Regions from separate parts of the Mus musculus genome. Here region 2 is linked to region 1. Evidence: chromatin contacts called from public Hi-C data. All regions are on one chromosome and are shown on one strand. The core of a region is the stretch at or near the end of the contact, and the rest is flanking DNA. Distances in the headings are between cores, read along the strand shown. Region 1 holds the start of Tac4 (tachykinin 4). Region 2 has its middle 22 kb from the start of Phb.

Region 1 (7,178 bases), core at 1,850-4,349:
ACAAGAGAACATGTGATCCCCTGTCTGTTTTACATACATGGAAACTAAGGTTGCCCTTAACTAGGGTAGCACAGGAGAAGCTGAAGCTGGGTCTAAAATGGTCTTTTCCATCTTGAGAAATATCAACAAGGACAGAATCTGGCTGCCCCTTAGTTGTCGGAAGTACCAGAGCTAAGGGCTGTTCTATTCTCTTCCCCCAGCCTCCCAGATTTAGCCTCCCCAGAGCTGGGCATCCTGGGAGGAGCTATTGTCCTTGGAAAAGCCATTTTAATCCTCTAGCTTAGCCCAATTAGCATTACCCTTCCCCAACAGCTGTAGATCCCGTCTCCCTCCCCCCACCCGCTCTGCAACTTTGGCCAAAGCCTTCTCCTTCTTTGGCCTTAAGTCTCTGAGGGATCATCTCTGAACTGAGACTGGCAGGAACCACCATTTCCAACAAGGCTGAAGGAAGATAGGCCACAGCCTCGAGTGAGTCTGAGAACTGGGGACAGATCGGGGACTCTCCTTAGGGCCTGGGCAGGATCTCAGCATTCCAGGGATCCAGCTGTATGTCATGGAAGGCCCGTCTGCTGTCTGGGGTTGATCGCACCCTGTTTTCATGATAGGGAGAGTCTGTTTTCTAATTCTTGGCCTAATTCAGTCTCCCAATCTGTCTCCTCCCTAAGACGTCAGTGGCTGGGGCAGCTGTCGCCAGCTGGAGTCGCCCAGCCTAGCCAGAAACCAGAGAAAAGTCTCTTTGGAGATTTAGGCCCATCTTCGAACCGCTCATGAAAACCACTTTGCCTTAACAAAGTGCATGCTGGAAAGAGTGGTCTTTTACGAATGAAATAAAGCAGACCCTTCTGTTCACTAGGTTTCTGCTGGGGGAGGGGAGGCATTAGGAGGACCATTCTAGTTTACCCCAGGGCGGGTGGGGGGTGGGGGAGCTGCAGGCAGGGCACCCTGGGAGCCATCAGAATGTCCCATTTGTAGTGACAATTAGCAACCCGCAGAGTCTGTCTGTACTTCTGGTTTTCTAGCCTAGCCTCTACTCTCCTAGAAGACAGAGGGACACTAAAGGAGAGAGGAAGAGACAAGACTGAGATTCACTCCTGCAGGGTGAGCTAACTGACTTCAGGGAAAACCAGGTGACAGCGCATTCGAGGTTGATGGCACTTCCACGTGGCCACGCCCAGTGCTCTCGGTCATCCAGCTGGACTTTTCACACATTGTATGTCTGTCACTGACTCCAAACCAATTATATATATATATATAAATGTGAGAATGAGCTAGGGCTCATTTTCCCTCTCTCTCCATCTTGCAGGCAAGAAATCTGAGGTCACTGGGCGTGGTGGCGCACGCCTTTAATCCCAGCACTCGGGAGGCAGAGGCAGGCGGATTTCTGAGTTTGAGGCCAGCCTGGTCTACAGAGTGAGTTCCAGGACAGCCAGGGCTACACAGAGAAACCCTGTCTCGAAAGAAAGAAAGAAAAAAGAAAGCTGAGGTCAAGTCGAGTAGCAGACTTAAACCCACGTCTCCCAGTGCCCACATTTTCCCAGTCAAGCTAGAGAGGGCCCTCCCCACCCTCAGCAGGGCTGTCTGTGAGTGGTTCTCTCTAGGGTTCCAGTTTTACTGCTCCTCCCCTCCCTAGACTGGCTTTGAACTCTCTGTATAGCTAAGAATGGTCCCGAAACTTCTGATCTTCCTGCCTCTACTTCCTGGGTGCTGGGAATGCACCACCATGCAGTTTTGTGTGGTGGTGGGGATTGGATCCGGGGCTTCATGTATGCTACACAAGCCCTTCACCAACTGAGCTGCATCCCTAACCTCTCAATTCTAAGAACTTCCAGGGACCTCACATGGCTAAGCACCATACACCAAACTGAGCAGTGTCCTTTCCATCCTGGGACTGTGGGGACACAGGTTCCTGTTACCCTCCAGTTCAATCTTCCCTGACTACCAGTGGTTCCCCGAGGAGGTACTGGGAGCTCCAAGGTCAGGGTCTTCACGCAGGTCAGGGATACTGGATCTCAGAGTAGGGTTGGGGCTCCAACTTTAAGATTTCTTCCAGGCTGGTAACATGGCTTAGTGGTTAAGAGCACTGACTGCTCTTCCAGAGGTCCTGAGTTCAATTTCCAGCAATCACATAGTAGCTCACAACCACCTATAATGGGATCTTCTGGTGTGTCTGAAGACAGCAACAGTGTATTCATATACATAAAATAAATAATTCCTTAAAAACTGTTTCTTCCCAGTAACAGTATGCAGGAGGGTGGTAGACGCTACCATTGTCAAACACCAGTGTTTGTCAGGAGGCAAAGGCAGTTAGTTCCTTGTATGAGGCAAAATAGCAATCCTGTTCCAGTTGGTCACTTGAAAAGAAATTCTGGAAAACAATCTCCAATTCAAATATACATAGAACCAGAACCTAGCTAAAGTAGAAGCTGTGCTTTTGAGGCAATTCACTTTAAAGAAGCTCTGTGACCTCTCTGTACCTCGGTTTTCTTATCTGTGAAATGGGATAGCAATGACATTTTCCCCATGAGGTTGAAATAGGCTACTTTTCATAAGGCAGTTAGGACAGTACCAGGAACACAGTAGGTGCTAACTAAATGTTTCCATCTATACAGCACACATTGTTGCTCTCACGTGTATAAGCCAAACGCTCCCCTGGTAGTTGGACAGATCAAGGCTTGACCCTCCCCATCCAGCAGAGTTGGCCAGTCTGTCTTGCCATTAAAGTGCTTAGGAGAATGCACTCTGCTATCCTGGCTGCCTTAGAAGGAATCTCCCAGCCTTCCATCATGGGTCACCATCTCAGAAAGGTACCTTCAGGTTCACGGTCACCCAGGACTCTGCCTCTGCACCAAAAGCCAGTTCCTCTCTGTCTCCTGCTGTAGTGCACACTGATGGCCCGATCAGGAGAAGCAGGGCAAGGAGAGGCAACATGGTGAGCAGGTGCCTCTCTGTCCAGGGAGCCCCACTCAGCCTGATGCCACCTCCTCCAGCAGGCTCCGGTCCCCACGGGGCCACTTGTATGTGGCTGAGATGTGTCCTAGACTCTCTGCTTCCTTCCTATGCCTCACCCCACCTTTGCACTGCTTCATGGGACAGCCTCTCTCCTTGGCTGATAGAGCCAGTGACATCAGGAGCCTAGACCTCCCCATTGCCACCCCAACATTTGATCCCAAGGCTTAACACTGATGCAATACCAGCCTTCCCTTTGGCAGAGTTCCCTCCTGTGACAGGTGCACAATGGCACAGTATGTGGGACCTGGAGGTTACAGCTTGCCAGGGATGACAACCCCCATGGGAAGAGAGAGGGCGGTATGGTGCTTCCTTCCTGCACTTCCTGTCTGTCACTGCTGATCGGCCACTCCCACCCCATCTCTTCTTTCTCTGTACTCTTCCCATCCTCTCTCTCCATCAGTGCTGAGAACACACTGCCTGCCCTGGAAAGTGCCAGCCCTAAAAAAAAAACAAAAACGAGGCTTCTTACAAGTGGAAAATGAGATTTGCCAGAAAAATGGCTTCCGAACCCCAATGTCAGCTACTGACCCACAGTGATTTTCCACTTTTTCCGTGGCCTTCTAACACGGAACCACACTTGTCCCTTCTGCTTGTAGCCTGTGTGCTTCCATATCACACTCTTCTACAAACTACAAACTCATTCTCTGTTCAGCTCCTCCCTCTCGGCCTGGCCATCCGTTCATCCATCCTGTCAACTGTAGCATCATCGTTGAATAGCTATGTGATCCTCTGGCTATTACTTAACCCCTCTATGCCCTAGGACCAAAGGCTGGGGACAAATAAGATAGTGCACATGGGACATTCAGCACAGAGTGGGATGTCTATATTTAATGTCCATTAACTATTGTTAATGTTATTTTTTTTCTTGAGATAAGAGTTTCTCTGTGTAGTCATGGCTGTCCAGGAACTTGCTTTGTAGACAAGGCTGGCCTGGAACTCAGAGATTTACCTGTCTCCCAAGTGCTAGGCTAGTGTCCCCATGCTTGTCTGGCTAACTATTGTTATTATTACTATTATTGGGACTGGATGGGAAGATGAAGAAGACACTGTGTCTAACCTCAACGCCAGAAACCTGTGGTGCGCTGCAATAGGGGTTGTTTCAGAATACTAGGACATGCTAAAATGCAGATTCCCTGGTTCAGGCCAGGCTGAACATCTTTTACAGATGTGCAAACAGGCAGGTCAGACTCGCTATAGGCTAGCCTGAGGATCCCAGCATGGGCTCTGGAATAGGAGGTAGCCTTCCCACCATAGGCACAGATAGATTAACTTTAGTCTGTGAGGAGTCTCTCCTCCTCTCTCCTCTCTCCGCTACAGGAGGGAAGTTTAGTGATGGGGCCATAATTTGGACCTCCACACTCTGCCCTGACTCTCTTGAATTACACCCACCCTGGTGTATATTTTTCTTGATGGCACCTGACTTTAAAGAGATGTGTTTGAGGAAGTTTGAGAAAAGGAGAGGAACCCAGAGAAGCCCCCAGACTTCCTCTCTCTCTCTCTCCTCTCTCTCAAGTATGTGGGTACTCTGTCTTCAGACACACCAGAAGAGGGCATCGAATCCCATTACAGATGGTTGTGAGCCACCGTGTGGTTCCTGGGAATTGAACTCAGGACCTCTGGAAGAGCAGATGGTGTTCCTAACTGCTGAGCCATCTCTCCAGCCCCTGTGAGGAGTTTCTGAGCCTCAGTTTCCCTGTCTGCAAACTTGCTACGGTGCAAGCAGTTCATGAATGACTGCGTAAATCGTTCACAGGCACAGCAGACGCCCGAGCCTCGGCATTGGTCTCGAGGTTCTCCACCTCGCCGGTGAAGGAACCACAGTGCATGGGTCAGGATGTGGTGGGCGCACTGTGTGGACACAGCGGGGAGGCACTGGGCAGATGAGAGGGTGGAGGGAAGAAGAGAGAGAAAACCCCAAAGGTCCGGAAGACCAAGAGGGAGGCGGGGCACCAGCTGGAAACCGCGGCTATTTGCAGCATCGCCCTCGGTTTGCGGTCAGGCTGAGGCTGGAAGGCCGGACGACCGGGATCGCAGCCCCGCCCGGTGCCCTCGGCCACCCGGGCGGGCGAGGCCCTAGCCGGCGAGTCCCCTTCGCTGCAATGTTGAGGCGGGTGGACTGGGACGCCGAAGCCAGATGGATGACAAGGCCACCGGAGGACAGACCGCTCTGTCCTCGTAGGGTAAGGGAAACGCAGGGTGGGTGGCAGATTCCGGTTGAGGTCGGACCCGGGGGTAGGCGGGGCCCCGGCAGGATGGGACTTCGGTACTAGCGCAGTCGGGCACGATCGGGCGAGCAGCGCCCTCCAGCGGTCGAGCCGAGCAGTGCCCCCGACTGGCCGAACCGGGGCAGCGCCCTCTATCGGCTGAGGCCGGCAGCAACCCTCACCGACTCAGGAGGGCAGATTGAGCTCCGGAACAACTGCACGTGGGCGGCCCGGGTCCCGGGCGGCGCTCTGGCCGCGGGGCGGGTCGCGGCAGCGGAGAGGCTCCCTGGGCGCCGGGTGGGCGCGAAGGATTGCTAAAGGCTGCGGTTTGGCCAGGATTGCGGAGCCGAGAAGAAAAAGATGCAAGCGGACAGGGATGAAAAAAGAAAAAGCCGAGGGAGAAAAGGGAAACACTAGATGCCGCGGGCGAGCTGCGGGCAGGAAGCCGACGCTTCCGCGCACCCACTCGGCCAGAGGAGGGGGTCGTGGGCCCTTTAGAGGCCGGCTCCCGGAGGCCAGGCGCCACGGGTGGCAGAGTCGGGATTCGAACCTGGGTCTGCATTCGGCTCTTGTTTCGTTCACCTCCTAGATCAAGGAAACGGAATGGGGGGAGGAGGGGGGAAGCGATGACGGGGCTGGGAGGGGCTCGGGTGAGAGGTCTTGGCTGCCCCGTGGAGACACTTGCGGAAGAAGGCCAGATGTTAAGGACTGATCTAGGGACGCCGCTGGACCCTGCTTCCGTCCTACCAGCGCCCCCACGTGGAAGCTTTTGACCGACTCATCGCCCCTCCCAGAGCGCCGCGTGCCCGCGAGTTGGGACCGGGGTGCAGGGTTCTGATGATGTTCTGTTCTTTGCATAGAAGAACAGTAGGTTCCTTCCAGTGGCGGGGGAGTAAAGTGGCTCAGGTCACCCGAGAGCCCAGACCTGGAGCAACAAATAAAAACCCCGTGCTTGGACCCCTCCATTGCAATAGCTTGGACATATATATTCATTCATTCTCTCCCCTTTCCTTCCCCCATCCTCCCTCTCCCCTTCCCCCCTCTTTCTCTCACCTTACTGTTCCCCCTCATTGGCCATGAATTTATTGAACGTCTACTTTGACATAGCAGGGCATCTACAGAAGAGCAGGCACACTGGGCAAAAGGCTCCATCTCTATCCTCACTGGTCCTTACAGTCAGAGTTGGGGTGGACAGATATTTACCCACATTTCCACTACTGAACCCAAATCTCTCATGTTCTTGGCATCTTTAGCCTGTTAGGCTGTTGGCCTCTAGCCCTGGTTTCCCATATCTCTGGCAGGGTCCAGATTAAATTTCCTGAAAGTGTTGCCATATCTACTGCTAGCAAATCAGGATTTGGTGTTATTGTTACTGTTGTTTGGGTTTTGGCGTTCGTTTGTTTTGTTTTGTTCTATTAACCTTTTATTTTACGTGTATGGGTGTTTTGTCTCCACTGTGTCTGCAGAGTGTGGAGGTTCAAATTATGGCCCCATCACTAAACTTCCCTTGCTGTAGGAGAGACAGAGACAGAGACAGAGAGGGGGGGAGAGAGAGAGAGAGAGCACGCTCGAGAGAGAGCACACTTGTAGGGAGTAAGAAGATAACACGAGAATTTTTGTGCAGCGTTTGTTTAGCTCGCTGTCAGCATATAATAAATGGCAGCAATTATTGCTGTTAATAATATAATTAAACGACAACATCCATCTACATTCCCTGGGAAAGCCCAGATTAAGGAAAGTCATGGGGCATTCCCTGATGTTTCACCATTCAGTTGCTTCTTAAAATATGGCAGCTAGGTGCCTGCCATCAGACTGGGTCTCCCTGTATGGAGTGTCTTCCTTAGACAAAATTCAGCATCCTGGATCTTAAAGGGTGGGCACAGGAAGGGTGGTGAAGATGGGATGTTAGGAGTTCTGGGTTCTAGAACTGCCCCTTGCCTCCAGGGGAACAGAGGAGCCTTTCTG
Region 2 (7,178 bases), core at 2,979-5,478, 380 kb before region 1:
ACCCCCACCCCACCATCACCGTTTCTTCCGGAACAGTCCGTCTCCCTGACTCCAGCCTGTCCCCTCTCCGGTCTATCATATCTCTCTGCTGCCAGAGTGCTCTCTGAAGCACAAATCTGATTATGCACATTTCTGTCCTAGCATCCCCACTGTAGCCTTGTGGTCTGAAGATGAAGCCAAGTCCTAATGAGACTTCCCAGTCCATTCATGGTCTGACCCTTGCTTGCCCGGCCTAAGCTCAGTTCCCAGCATGCTCCTTGACCTGTCTGCACCACACTTCTCTCCATGCTCTGATCAGCCAGCCTGTGTTCTTCCAGGGGCTCCTGGACATCTGCCTGGTGAACTCAGACTCCTCTGCAGAGGCTGGGGTCAAGGACAAACATTTGTCTCCTTTGCGTCCTCCTCGTCCTCCCTATGTCCCTCCCCTCCAGTTTCCAGACAGGCTTCCCATTACACATCTTATGTTTCTCTGTAATCTGTCTGCCCTCGCCGATAGGCCAGAATCCCTATTTATGAATCGCCGTGCCTAACTCTGACTCTGTGGAGGGATTCAGTACATGTGCTGAGTGATTAAATGCTTGCAGAAATAGTCCTGGAAGTCACACGCTGGGATATAATCTTCCCTTGTCTCCCTGAATTCCTTGGAGTCAGGGAAAGGGAAGATGGGCAGCAAATGAGGTGGGAGACCTGGGCAAGCAGTGTGGCTCCGTCTGTCGTCGTGGGGCCTCGGGCACACAAGTTTTATAAGTCTAAGCATATTCCTCAAAGGAGGGGCATTGGCCTCTGCACTGCAATTACCACCTGGCTGGCGGGGTTGGGGGGGGGAGGGTCCCTCCTCACACAGGGAAAAGTGCCTTCTTGTCCATCCTTCTGCCTCCACACCTCACTGACAGCAGACTTTCCCTTTCAGTCTCAGGGCAATGAGAAGTCTATGGAGGCTTTTAAGTGAGGAAGTGACATGATTTGATTCCCATTTTATAAAGATTGCTCTGTCTGCTGTGTGGCAAATGCACTGTAGGGGGACAAGAGTGGAAGCAGGGAGGGGCGGAGGGAGGCACAGAGAGGAGGGGGGGAGGGAGAGACAGAGAGAGAGAGACAGAGACGGAGACAGAGAGACAGAGACACGGAGAAACAGAGACAGAGAGAGCAAGAGAAAGAGAGAGAGCAAGAGAGTGAGACAGAAGCAAGAGAGACACACAGAGACAGAGATGACAGAGAGACAGAGACCCAGAGAGCAAGAGAGAGACACAGACACAGAGACAGAGAGAAACACACAGAGACAGAGAGTCCTTTCCCAGATTCCTGGTACAGAGGTCTTGAAAGAGAGAGAGAGACAGAGAGACAGAGACAGAGACAGAGACAGAGACAGAGACTGAAGAGATGGAGGAAAGTGAGCAGGTAGACACACGCTTTAGAGGGAGAGATGATGTGATTGGTAACTGAGACCTCTGCAGAGAAGGCTCCAGAAGTGTATATAGAAGTTAAGGGTGGGTTGAGCCAGAGAGGCTGGGTCTGCAGAGCAAGGCACACAGTTCTCAGGTAGAGCACTCACTCACATGGCGGTGGAGATGAACAGATTCTCAGGGAGGTAAGTGGGGAGAGCCACAGTTCTGTCTCTTTCAGTCAATCCTTTTGTTTGTTTTTGTTTTTCAAGACAGGGTTTCTCTGTGTAGCCCTGGCTGTCTTAGAACTCGGATCTTTAGACGAGGCTGGCCTTGAATTCTCAGAGATCCACTAGCCTCTGCCTCCCCAGTGCTGGGATTAAAGGTGTCATCACATTCAGCTCTGAGCCTTAATGCCACCATTGGCCACAGAGCCCTTGCATGGAAAGAAAGCCTCTTGCCCTAAATCTATCCAAACAAGAGAGATCTCTTCAGTGGAATCTCAGCCTGAAAGTCCCCTTGGGCAGGCCAGCTTGGACACAGTGGCTGTAGAAAGGACAGACATCGGTCCTCACGCACTACCACTCTTGATGACGCCTTTTCTCTTGGTACTGCACTTTTCAAAGCTTCCTACAGTTTTCTGATGCAACACTTGTATAGAGGTCCTGGCAGGTTTTGATGGCAAGAGAAGAACCAGTTGAGTACAGGAGATGGTGTGTGTGTGTGTGTGTGTGTGTGTGTGTGTGTGTGTGTGTGTGTGTTGGGGAGTGGGGAGAACCTACAGCTGGAAGAGCGCTCAGAGCAAGAAGGTGGTAACTGGCCACCCCTACCCTGACTGCTGCCCGCTCCCTCAGCTCCCCCAGCTGCTGGGGAGGGAGGCTGGGGAGGAAGGAGGCCCAGTGATTAAGAGCTCCGGTTGTCAGGGATAGGGGCCAGGGGGCACGCCCCCTGGGTGACATTTTCTCGCATTGTGTCCTGCGAACAAAAACGAGTCTTATTTGAGGAGCTGGAGTGGGGAGGGGCAGGGGGGCGCCAAAGCAGCCGAGTGGAATCGTGGCTCCAGGGAATAGCCATTACTCATCAAAGGCCGGGGCAGCCCGCGTCTTTGTGTGCCCTCCGCAACCCGCCCGTGCCTGGCCACAGGCCCCGGCTGCGATGCTCAGGGCTGCGGGCGGAGCTGGGATCGTGTGTGGGCAGAGCCAGCTCTGGCGGCCTGGACCCGGCGGGCTTCCTGGAGGAAGGGGTGTGGAGCAGGGCAGCAGGGAGCTCAGCACCCGTTGGTGAAGCGCTGCAGGCTGAGCGGGGGAAGAAAGGACCGGGGCTCGGGAGATCAGGGACGAGGCGGAGATGGGGTAGAACCTCTAAGGTGTCAACGCAGCCCCCCCAACCCCCGGATGGAGTGTCCTGGAGGGGATGGGGGAAGGGGCCGCTTCCTGCTACACTAGTTATTTTGGGGCCTGAATCAAATCAAATCCGCCGCAGCCCCCAGAGCCCCCAGCAGCTGCGCACAACAGCTGTCCGGCCACCGAGGGCGAGGGGCGGCTGGAACCGTGCTTCCTGCCCCCCACCCATCTCTCCACTGCCCAAGGGTGTGGGCTGCAAGAGAACTAAGAGGGCAGGACAGGGCTTTGAGCTCGAGACAGAAACCTGGGCCTCCCCCACCCTGTGCTGTGCTAAGGTTACAGCTGAGATTGGCCTCTCTGTGCTCTTTTCTGCACATTCCCTCCCCGGTAAGCCCCTTTCCAGATCCAAGCCGTGCCTGCCAGAGCAATCCCCCCTCCAATGCCCCTAGTCCCTTCGGAAGCCTTCTGATCGTCTCTTGATGAAATGGGCTTTTTCTCTGAGCCTTTATCCTCAATAACGTCCCCTCTGTCTTTCGCTTTTGCCTCTCTGCCTCTGAGATTTTTGGGCATCTGTTTGGCAAGCACCTTTTCTTCAGACTGAACCTTCTTCCTGAGGGACCAGTAAGGGTGTGCTCTGAGCACTCCTTCCTCAAACCCAGTCCAGGTGTAACCTTTCTCTCTCTCTCTCTCTCTCTCTCTCTCTCTCTCTCTCTCTCTCTCTCTCTCTCTGTCTCCCCATCCTCTCTCTCCTCCATCCTCTCAGCCCTGCTCTGGGTATCTGTTCATTAGGCACCTACTGCCGGGGTCAGAAACAGCTCAGCCCTGGCCTGTGCCTGTAGGCTCCAGCTATGCCCGATAGGGCCATCTCATGCCAACTGGAATCCCGGGCATTGGCTTGCCAGAGAGTGAGGAGAGCCCCACATTCTCCTTAGTCCACCCTGGCCTAAGGCCAGCTAGTGACCACAAGTGTGAGCAAGCCTAACCATGGCCTGGGGCAGGCCTGTCCCTCAGGTCACAAGTCCATGACGGGTCCTCTCGTGCCCATCTTGTGCAGAAAGAACCCCATTGTCTGGGGGGCATAGCTGAGGGGTGAGTTCAGAGGCCAGAAGACCACTGGCTTGGTCATCGTCTTCTAACCACGGCAGGGCTCTGGCCCAGGAAAGTACCCACTGTAGGGGTGGCAGTACAAAGCACACAGAGCCAAAAGCCCCAACAGGGGCCCCGGCACTCCCCGCTCCAGCCCTGGAGATGGCCCTTCCTTTCCTTCCACATTCCTACCGGCAGATGCTCTTCTTTCCTTCCCCTACGCCAGGTCACTCTCCCCATCTGGGAGGACTCCAACGCAGCCACTTGGAGGGGAAGCTGGGGGTGTGACACCTGTCCCTAGGGGCCCCCTGGGCAGTCCCTGCAACCCCACTGACACTGGGGCAGGAGCCCAGCATGCTTTGATCTCCTGTGTAGCACATTTATGGTCAAAGCTGCCAAGACAAGGAGATGCGGCCAAGGAGCGCTTTAGACCACGCCCACTGTTAAGCTTGTCTTCTGGTCTGAGGCCTCCTTCTCCTCCAAACAGGCCTCCCCTGGTGGGCCTTCTGCTAACTTTCCCCAATTTCCCCCCTCCTCCCACCCCTCTGTACTCCACAGAGTATCCCCTCAGGACAGCAGCATCCTTTTGTCCTCTGTGGACCCAGAGGACAAAGAGACATAGACAGTGGCTGAGATAAGTTTCTCTCTGTCTCTGTCTGTGTCTCTGTGTCTGTCTCTGTCTGTCTCTCTCACACACACATGCACGCACACGCACACACGCACACAGAGACTCGATGCCCCGACCATCACCCTCAGCCCCTGCAGCCAGCCAGGCCAGCCTAGGAAAAGTCGAAAAGGAAGCCATTTCAGAAGATGGGATCCCTTCAGCTTTTTGGCCCTCCAGGTCTGGTCAAGGTTCTACCAGACACTTGTGAGAAGAGGGATGTGCCAGGGGTAGACTTGTGACCATGCTCCAGCAGGACTCATTTGGTTCTTGCTGCCGGGAGCCTACAGCGGAGTCCTCTATGGGGTCATCCACACATGGCCTGGTAGTGAGAGGCGGTCCCTACACCCACCTTCCCCGGGTTGGCTCACTCCTGCTATCAGATGATCTTTGTATCTGTGTCTAGCCTCAGGTCTTCCTGTTGCAGCCTATTTCCCACCCCAAGTGACAGCAGGGACTATGGGATTCAAGAAAGGAGACAGAGAGACCCACAGAGCAAGAGCCTGAGACAGGAAAGCCAGCAAAGCCAGCAGTCAAAAGATGTGGGGGTGAGAGGAGAGGAGATAGCAGGAGGGAGGATGGAGGGTGGGGGAGGGGGGAGAGCAATAGTGAAGAAGTGCTGAGCCAGGAACAGGGAGGAAGGAAGCCATCAGCCTTGGCCTCCCTCCTTCCCTCGCTCCCTCCCTCCCTCCCTCCATCCCTCCAGCCTTGCCGGCACCCTTCCAGACACAAATGCATCCGATTGGGCGATTGGGTGGCTGCCATGAAGGCTCCTAAAGGCTCTGTCCTGCAGAGATCACCTGGCCAAGTGTGGCAAAGTACGAACTGCTACCACCCCAGAGCCATCAGCAAGCCAGGCCATCCAGTTCCAGTCTGAAGCTAATCCTGGGAACCAAAACGACAAGGAATCTACCCTTGAGGACTCCTTGCTGGTTCTTGAACCGTACTAACCACTAGGAGACCCAGCCGCTGGCCACCCCCCCACCTTCCGCTTTGCCAGGCAGTGACTATTTGCTGACTGTCTCTTTCATGTTGCTAATCGCCCAGCCCCATCTAATTGGTAATTAGCCTTAAGAGCCCAAGCCTGGGCTCCACTAATTGCTGTTTGTCTCACCCTCATCTCCGGCAGCAGAGCCATGCCAACTCAGTGCCTGGGCTCTATCCGGGGCTGCTGGCATCCATCTGTGCCAGGCTCAGTAGAGGTTTCTGTGACCCCACCCTGCTCTCTCTTCCAGGGGTGCTGTGATCTACAGCAACAATGTCAGCCCTGAGGATGGGCGGTCTCCAGGAGTCCTTGGCAGCAGCCTACTGTGGCCCCCAGCTTTCATTGATATTCCACACCCAGTTACCAAAAAATTCTAGCCAAGAGTGGGCCAAGGCATGGGCACTCAAGGCTGGCAACCTGAATTTGATTGCCTGAACCTGCGTAAAGGTGAGAGAACCAACTCCACAAAAGTCGTCCTCTGACTTCCACACATATGTCCCCACTCAGGCCATGTGCACATATACAAATAATAATTGTTTATTTTAAATTAAAAGGCAACCTTGAACCACAGCCCCTGCTGAGGAGGAAAATCTGGAAGGGCTCCCTGGAGGAGGTGTCCTTCAGGTATTAAAAGCTAAAGAAGATTTAGCTCTCAGAAAAGGGAAAGGGGACATTCTAGACAGGAATAAGCAGTCCCCTTATAGAGGCTCTCAGGGATCCAAAGGTGACTATGCAGTGCTACTCCAGGGTCTGTCAATGTGGGTGGTGGGAAGGGGCTGCTGAACAGAGGACTAGCTTTGGGGGCCAGACTAAGGAGTCTCTTCCTTCAGGCAGTGGGAGCTAGGAAGGTGTTGAGTTGGGGGACACACACAATCTGTTCTGCTTGGGGAAAATGAGGATTGCGGAGGGGAGGAGCCAGGACCGCAGGGCATAGAGACAGTGATGCCTCTGGTTGGGGGCTGAGAAGAGGGATGAGCAAGTTAAGCAAGTCTCCCTCCACCCCAGAACCTGTGATGTTGAAGGGCAGTACTCACCCTGCACCCCACCCCCAGCCCCCCAGCCCCTGCCCCCACCCCAGGACGATTATATCAAGCTGTGAGTAAAGACTTCATAAGACAGTTAAAAAGGCTACCTCTTCCCTTGCTAACTAATCCTGCTAGGGGCAAAGCAGACATCTCATCTATCCCTCCACTTTTTGAGACTCAGCTATGCAGGTTCTTATCATAGGCACAGCTGTCATTGCATACCCAGAAAGCTCTAGTGGTCCTCTTGTCCCCGACCTTCCCTCAGTGCTGGGTTTACACATGGATGTCGGCACCAGCATCCTATCTTTTTAGGTGGGGACTTGGATTTGAACTCACATCCTCATGCTTATGCAGCAAGAACTCTTACCCTCTGAGTCATTTCCCCAAACCCCTCTACCCATCCTTCTAATCCCAGAACAACACTACTTCCTCCAGAAAGTTAGCCTGGATTCTGTAAAATCCCCTCCAGTATGCTGGAGTACAGTTGGCAGCTGTATCAGAGCCTCCCTGGAGGGTAAGCCGTCCGCCTCGCCCCAGGAGGTCCCAAATGTGTCTCACACATTTCCCTAGGCCTCTCTAGGGTGGGTCTTATTCTCCCTGCTGGACTGCAAGCATCCTCAACCCCTTGGTTATGGAGCGGCCTCCTCTGTCACTTCAGGCTTGCAGCATGGGATTGACAGATCCCTGATCCAT

Evidence for each region. Hi-C and Micro-C count contacts between places; a contact is called where the count stands out from the background.
Region 2: a Hi-C map of the N1E-115 cell line shows a contact between it and region 1, with 4 times the contacts expected there. The contact joins the enhancer-like site here to the promoter of Tac4 in region 1. A contact is called at or near these places in 8 of 39 promoter capture datasets (the 3T3-L1 cell line, embryonic stem cells, hippocampal neurons and 3 more), 1 of 15 datasets of contacts at CTCF or cohesin (embryonic stem cells), 9 of 484 Hi-C or Micro-C datasets (the HL-1 cell line, the N1E-115 cell line, embryonic stem cells and 3 more) and 5 of 115 datasets of contacts at active chromatin or transcription factors (astrocytes, bone marrow-derived macrophages, embryonic stem cells and 2 more).

What each region holds. Positions count from the first base shown.
Region 1 is chr11:95,257,450-95,264,627 of GRCm38.p6, reverse strand. It overlaps Tac4 (tachykinin 4), which reads right to left and starts at 3,099. Exons shown (of 4, transcript NM_053093.2): 1 at 2,809-3,099. The coding sequence starts at 2,928. It overlaps Gm11515 (a long non-coding RNA gene), which reads left to right and starts at 4,665. Exons shown (of 3, transcript XR_388972.1): 1 at 4,665-5,189.
Region 2 is chr11:95,641,096-95,648,273 of GRCm38.p6, reverse strand. No RefSeq gene overlaps it. Among named protein-coding and RNA genes, the nearest start is that of Phb, 22 kb to the left of the region's middle. Within about 2 kb of position 4,228, at least 45 of the 459 cell types and tissues checked have an H3K27ac peak or open chromatin away from gene starts, as enhancers often do. A contact at or near this core is called in the HL-1 cell line, the N1E-115 cell line, nephron progenitors and 1 more, where this site is marked.